Regions from separate parts of the Mus musculus genome. Here region 2 is linked to region 1. Evidence: chromatin contacts called from public Hi-C data. All regions are on one chromosome and are shown on one strand. Each heading gives the region's core, a stretch centred on a gene start, on an enhancer-like site or on the middle of the called end of the contact. The rest is flanking DNA. Distances are from core to core; before and after follow the strand shown.

Region 1 (2,748 bases), core at 57-2,556:
AGGGTAAAAAAGAAATCTAGCTGCATTTAGTTGTTAAAATGTCTAAATCATTTCAAGTAATAAAATGGACATCTAATTTTAAAAACAAAACAAAAAACCCTACAAATGCAATCGTCATAATTTACAAAGAACGAAAGAAAGAAATCAGGCTGAGCCAGCAAGCATAAGACACACAGTTTACTAAGTAACGAAACAGTATCCTTCTCCTTACTTTTGCTCCCTATGTGAAATCCTGTTTATAATACCGACTCGTCCTGCTCAAACACCCTCACCAAACTATTTCGTGGTAGTTGTTAGACTTCAGCTAATAAGTACCTGGGAACCTGCCACAGAGTCAGTTTTCCAAAACGCGAAACCCACAAAGAGTAGGTCTTGAACCAAGTTTTGCCCCAACGACCTTGGTCCTAAAGATTAGCCTCTCTCCCTCCGGCCGGTCCGTCCACGTGCCGCCTGCTGCGGTTACCCAGAACAGTCTGCATGTCAGGCAAAGAGCTAGGGGACCCGATCCACAAGAGAACGAGGGTTGCTAACAGCACCCAGACTATGCCATCCCTCTCCTAACAGGATCAACTCCCCAGCGTCATGCACACAGTCCCAAGAATGTTCCCTAACCCAAGTCCTGCGGGGTTCACCCTGTGCCTTGCTCTGCTACCCAGTCTGCCTAGCGAGGTATGGAGCGAAGCTGGCGGCACAGGAAACTCTCCATCTTACACCACTACACCCCAGTGCCAGGCGGAGGAACAAGGCGGTCAGGGAAGGAGACAGCACTAGAAAGTAAAGAACCAAGGCAAGAGGAAAGTAGGATGGAGAATCCTGCGCCACGCCACCACCACCTCCACTTCAGGGTTCATCCCAAGGCCCTTCCTGGCCACCAACCCAGCGGACAGCAGGCCTGACCAGGGAGAGCCAGCCGGAGTCCCACTAATCCCCCGTTTCTCCGGACCCGGCGTCCTCACCATCAGAACTTTGGCCGCGTTCTCCAGCTGAGCGATCACTTCTGGGGGCCCCAGCGCCGCCGCCATCATGGTCTCTCTTCAATGACGCGCCATGCGCTGCATTCTGGGAGCAGGCGCCGCGGCCGGCCAATCGCCGCCGCGACCCCGGCGCCTCTCGCGCCTCCCGGGCTGTCGCAGCAGCCGTCGGCGTCGCGCCCCCAGCGGCCTGACGGGACCGCCGATTCCTGAGCAGCTGGAAGGAGACAAGCGTGAGCCCGGTCGCGGCGCTGGGAGGAGGGCGGCGGCAGCCGGCACCGGGCGAGGCCGAGCGGTTGGCTCTGTCAGCCGCGGCCGGGCATCCCGCGCGGGTCTGGGGCCTGCGCATGCGTGGTTCCCTGCTGGGTGCGGGCCGCGAGGTCCTGGACCGGAGCCGCGCAGCCCGTTAGCTGCGGGTTAAGGTTTGGGTGTCCTGCCCGTGCGGGAGCTTCCTCTCGCTCCCATAGGCTGTCCGGTGTGGAGCAGGATCTCTTAGCCTTGGAAGCGCTCTCCTAAGGGTGCGTCTACGCCCAGAATTCATGCCTCCCGCTCCGCGGTTCATTCCGCTGTGAGAAAAGGGCATCCGTGGACGAAATGCTTGGTTTTCTTGATTTTTGAAACCCTCTCCCTAACCACTTGGCTTCCTGAAGTCAGTAAGGGCTCAGCTGCCGCCAGCTTTGGACTTCAGGAGTTTATAATAGCAATGCTAAGTACAGAATCTGCGAGGAAAGGTGCGTTACAGTAACTTCAACGCGCTGTCTTCTCTCCGGTTCTTTAAGGTTTTGTTTTTCAAAGTCTACGTCCAGGAAAGTGATCCCGACATCAGCTAGTTCAATGTTCAAAAGGTGGTCTAGTTGAAGTATTTGTATGTTTCGACCTGACAGCTCCATTTTCTGAGTTTTGTTGACTGCCTGTTCTGCTTTCTGGGGAAAATCCACGTTTTTGAGTTCCTTCTGTAGACTTCCTGGTTTTCCCAGAGATTTGTAAGTCTGCCCTCCGCCCCTTTGAGGTTTTGTGTCTTCGAAATAGAATTGCATTAATTTTTAAATGATTTATTTTTTATTTTATGTGCATTGTTTTGTGTGCATGTATGTCTGTGTGAGAGTGTCAAATCCCCAGCAACTGGAGTTACTGATGATTGTAAGGGTGCTGGAACTGAACCTGAGTCCTCTGGAATTGCAGCCAGTGCTTTTAACCACTAAGCTATCTCTCTATTACTATTGTTTCTATTGAAACAAATGTAAATTCTTCTCTTCACCCCACCCACTCTCAGTGCCTTTATTTATTTATTTTATATGTAAATACACTGTAGCTGACTTCAGACTCCACAGAAGAGGGCATCAGATCTCACTATGGATGGTTGTGAGCCTCGATGTGGTTGCTGGGATTTGAACTCAGGACCTTCAGAAGAGCAGTCAGTGCTCTTAACCGCTGAGCCATCTTTCCAGCCCCTTTTCTTGTGTTTTTAACAGGATTTTTCTATTCACGCTGTAGACCAGGCCAGCCTCAAACACAAAGATCCACCTGCCCTCTGCCTCCTCAGTGCTGGGATTAAAGGCATGGCCAATCGGTTTTTTGTTTGTTTGTTTGGATTTTTTTGACTTCTCTACTATTTTTGAGAAGTAAATTAATGAGATTTTTTTTTTTTTGCTTGAGAAATAAAAGTGTCTTTCATTTCATTACCAGATGACAAAATTAGTTGAAGTGCTGTTAATGGTGGTTTTCCTGTTGAGATTTGTGTGAACAGGGGCCAGCCAAATGGCTCAGCAGATAAAAG
Region 2 (2,701 bases), core at 78-2,577, 1.5 Mb after region 1:
CTGCACCAAATGTGGGACTACTCCACACATCAAAGTAGAAGGCAAAGTACTTCTTTGAGTTCTGTGTTGTCTGTGATCACTAGGAAAAACTCTGAAGAGGTAGAGCCACCTTGAACTTAGTCTTATGGATAAGCAGAAGTTTGAGGGAATCTTAAGGAAAACAAGGAGAATCCAGGAGCACAATAACAGTGTGGTCAATTAGCTGTGTGACATATGAAGAAGTGCTCATGGAACAGTTCAATCAACATGAATTAAATGAAGGAAGGAATTGACAGCAAGGACATTCACTAGCTTAGCAGTCACCTTATATGACTTATATGAATTACAGCTTAATTTTACAGCCCATCACATCACAAAAGCTGTACAATGAACAGAAATGAAATGTTTTAGCTTGCTTTCTTGTCTGTCTATTTGTTTGTTTGTTTGTAAAGGCTTTTGTAATAATTTATGGTAAAAAAAATGTTGTGTCTGATCAGAACATCTTGAGGTCATAATTACTGCTATTATATTGATAGTTTCCAATCCAATAAAGAACAAAAATACTCAAAAAATAAAAACAACAGGATAAGATGGAGAATAATCAAGATAGATGCCTGACCAACCTTTGTCCTACACACACATGCAACATGTGTGCTTACAAGCATGTACACATATGTATAGAGACATGCAACATATGCCACACACAGAGACAGAGAGACAAACAGAGACAGAAAAGTCAGAAAAAAAATAGATAAGAAACACCACCAGCAAAAGGGTTCATAATACTACCAGCGTACAGTTTCTACAAGTAGGAAGAATTTGTTGCTGAACACATACAATTATAGGTGATGGTGATTACAATTTGGAGATGATATTGTAGTTTTCTTTTTGGTTGTCACCACGACAAATCCTTTTATTTTCACTCTGATTGTGAATGTCTCAGCATCCATGTGAGACAATTATGGAAACTTCTCTTCACTCCACCCAGCCCAAGGCTGTAAATTGACAGCATATGCCAGAAGTGTGGGTGCTGATCTTAACAACTTGTCAGAGACTCTGATGGCTCTGAAGAAACTGATCTCAGTACATTGAAAAACAAAAAACCTTTGTTGCCAGTTCCTAACATATTAGCTGCACAAATATATTTTTATCAACTGTAACTTACACATTAAAATATGCATGGTTAGAAGGTTTCATTTCTTGTAGGGAGTTTGGAGCATGTGGACTTGTCTTTGTCTTAGTATTTGAACAATGGATGGCACAGTTTGCAGAGGTTTTAGATCGTCCAGGAAGTGGTGGGTCTCTAAAGGAAGTGAGTCCTTGGGGGCTTGACCTTGAGGTTTTATAGCCCAGCCCCACTTGCTGTTTGCTCAGCCTTTCAAGTAGGAGTGACAGCAGAGATATAAAGCCTACTGCTTCTACTAGTATGCCTTCCCCTCCCTCCATGTCTAGTCTTCTCTAGATTCTGACTGTGATGGAATAAATGCCTAGAGATGTAAGCCAGAATAAGTGTTTAAGTTGTGTGGTATAAAGGGCTAGGAAAAAGAAAATCACAGTTGCAGGTGACTATGTGCTTCAATCGGTTGCTTACTGGGGATATATTGTAGACAGGGATTTTTATTAACTCAGTTTTTAAGATGTTACTGCCCAGGAACTAAATGGTTAGGGATGTTAGTTACCAGGGACAAGGCCAAGGGAGATGCTGGTTGCCAGGAACTGGGTGTGGATGTATTGGTTACCTAGAACTGGGCTGAGAAACTTTATCAGGGGCTTGGTAAAGAGAGATGTTGGTCAGCAAAGCAATGCTGTGAGGATGATTGGACAGCAGAGGCTCCTCGTGGGAAGATGTTGATTACTAACAACTTCATTGAGGGAGATCTTGGTGACCACGAGCTAGTTAGTAGAGTGATATATGTGATCAGGGAGAACCGGGTTGTAAGGGACTGGTAAGAGGAGAGGTTGTTAAATTAGAGACTGAATAACTAAAGGCATGCAGGTAACTTTCCTGGAGATGGCCCACCATTTTAGCATAGCTGCAATGAGTAAATTCTATATTGCAGGGCCTTTAGAAATCACATCTCAGAATTAAATTTTATTGCTGATATGCCTTTTCAGTCATTAAAAATTAGTCTAATAATTCCTGGACATTAGCCCACCCTAATGGGCAGATTGTCTGCAAATCAATGAAGATTTACTCTCTTGTAGTAATGCTATATAGACAAACTGATTATTTCATAATTCCTAATAATGATTCTAAATTTTTACAGGTAAATAGGAAAAGCTGCAATTAGGGCTCCGTAAACATTGATGTGTCACAGTCTAATTGCACTAGGATAGAAAGCAGGCTTGCAACAAATTTATGATTAGGGAAAACATTCCTTTTAGGCTAGCTGTGAAACCTGATATGTAAAATGTAATACACTGGGAATGGACAATTTATTATAGGCGAAAAGACAGAAGATAAAATATTGACTGGATTTATCTACACAAAACTTCAAAACTAATAAGACACAAGGCAGATGACTTGTCTCTTGACAAAACTGTGCTAGCTTATAACAAGAATTATTGTTTTAAACGTTTAATGAACTTGTAGAAATAGTGACAGATAATGAATGTTTAATTAGATAACTACTCGTAATGGAAACCATGTAAACATTCCTGCTGAAACTCCTTGATTTATGATGAATTTTTGGGATATAAAAATGCTTGGATGCCAAGGACC

The links. Hi-C and Micro-C count contacts between places; a contact is called where the count stands out from the background.
Region 2: a contact with region 1 is called in a Hi-C map of the MNK3 cell line, with 8 times the contacts expected there. The contact joins the enhancer-like site here to the promoter of Xpo4 in region 1. A contact is called at or near these places in 12 of 39 promoter capture datasets (the 3T3-L1 cell line, 3T3-L1-derived adipocytes, cranial neural crest and 7 more), 1 of 15 datasets of contacts at CTCF or cohesin (large pre-B cells), 75 of 484 Hi-C or Micro-C datasets (the AtT-20 cell line, B cells, the C2C12 cell line and 45 more), 10 of 115 datasets of contacts at active chromatin or transcription factors (PVALB interneurons, T-cell acute lymphoblastic leukemia, astrocytes and 7 more) and 1 of 9 other capture datasets (adipose tissue).

The regions. Positions count from the first base shown.
Region 1 is chr14:57,663,932-57,666,679 of GRCm38.p6, forward strand. Xpo4 (exportin 4) reads right to left here and starts at 1,307. Exons shown (of 23, transcript NM_020506.2): 1 at 957-1,307. The coding sequence starts at 1,025.
Region 2 is chr14:59,120,949-59,123,649 of GRCm38.p6, forward strand. No RefSeq gene overlaps it. Among named protein-coding and RNA genes, the nearest start is that of 1700129C05Rik, 21 kb to the right of the region's middle. Within about 2 kb of position 1,328, at least 2 of the 459 cell types and tissues checked have an H3K27ac peak or open chromatin away from gene starts, as enhancers often do. A contact at or near this core is called in the MNK3 cell line and the P5424 cell line, where this site is marked.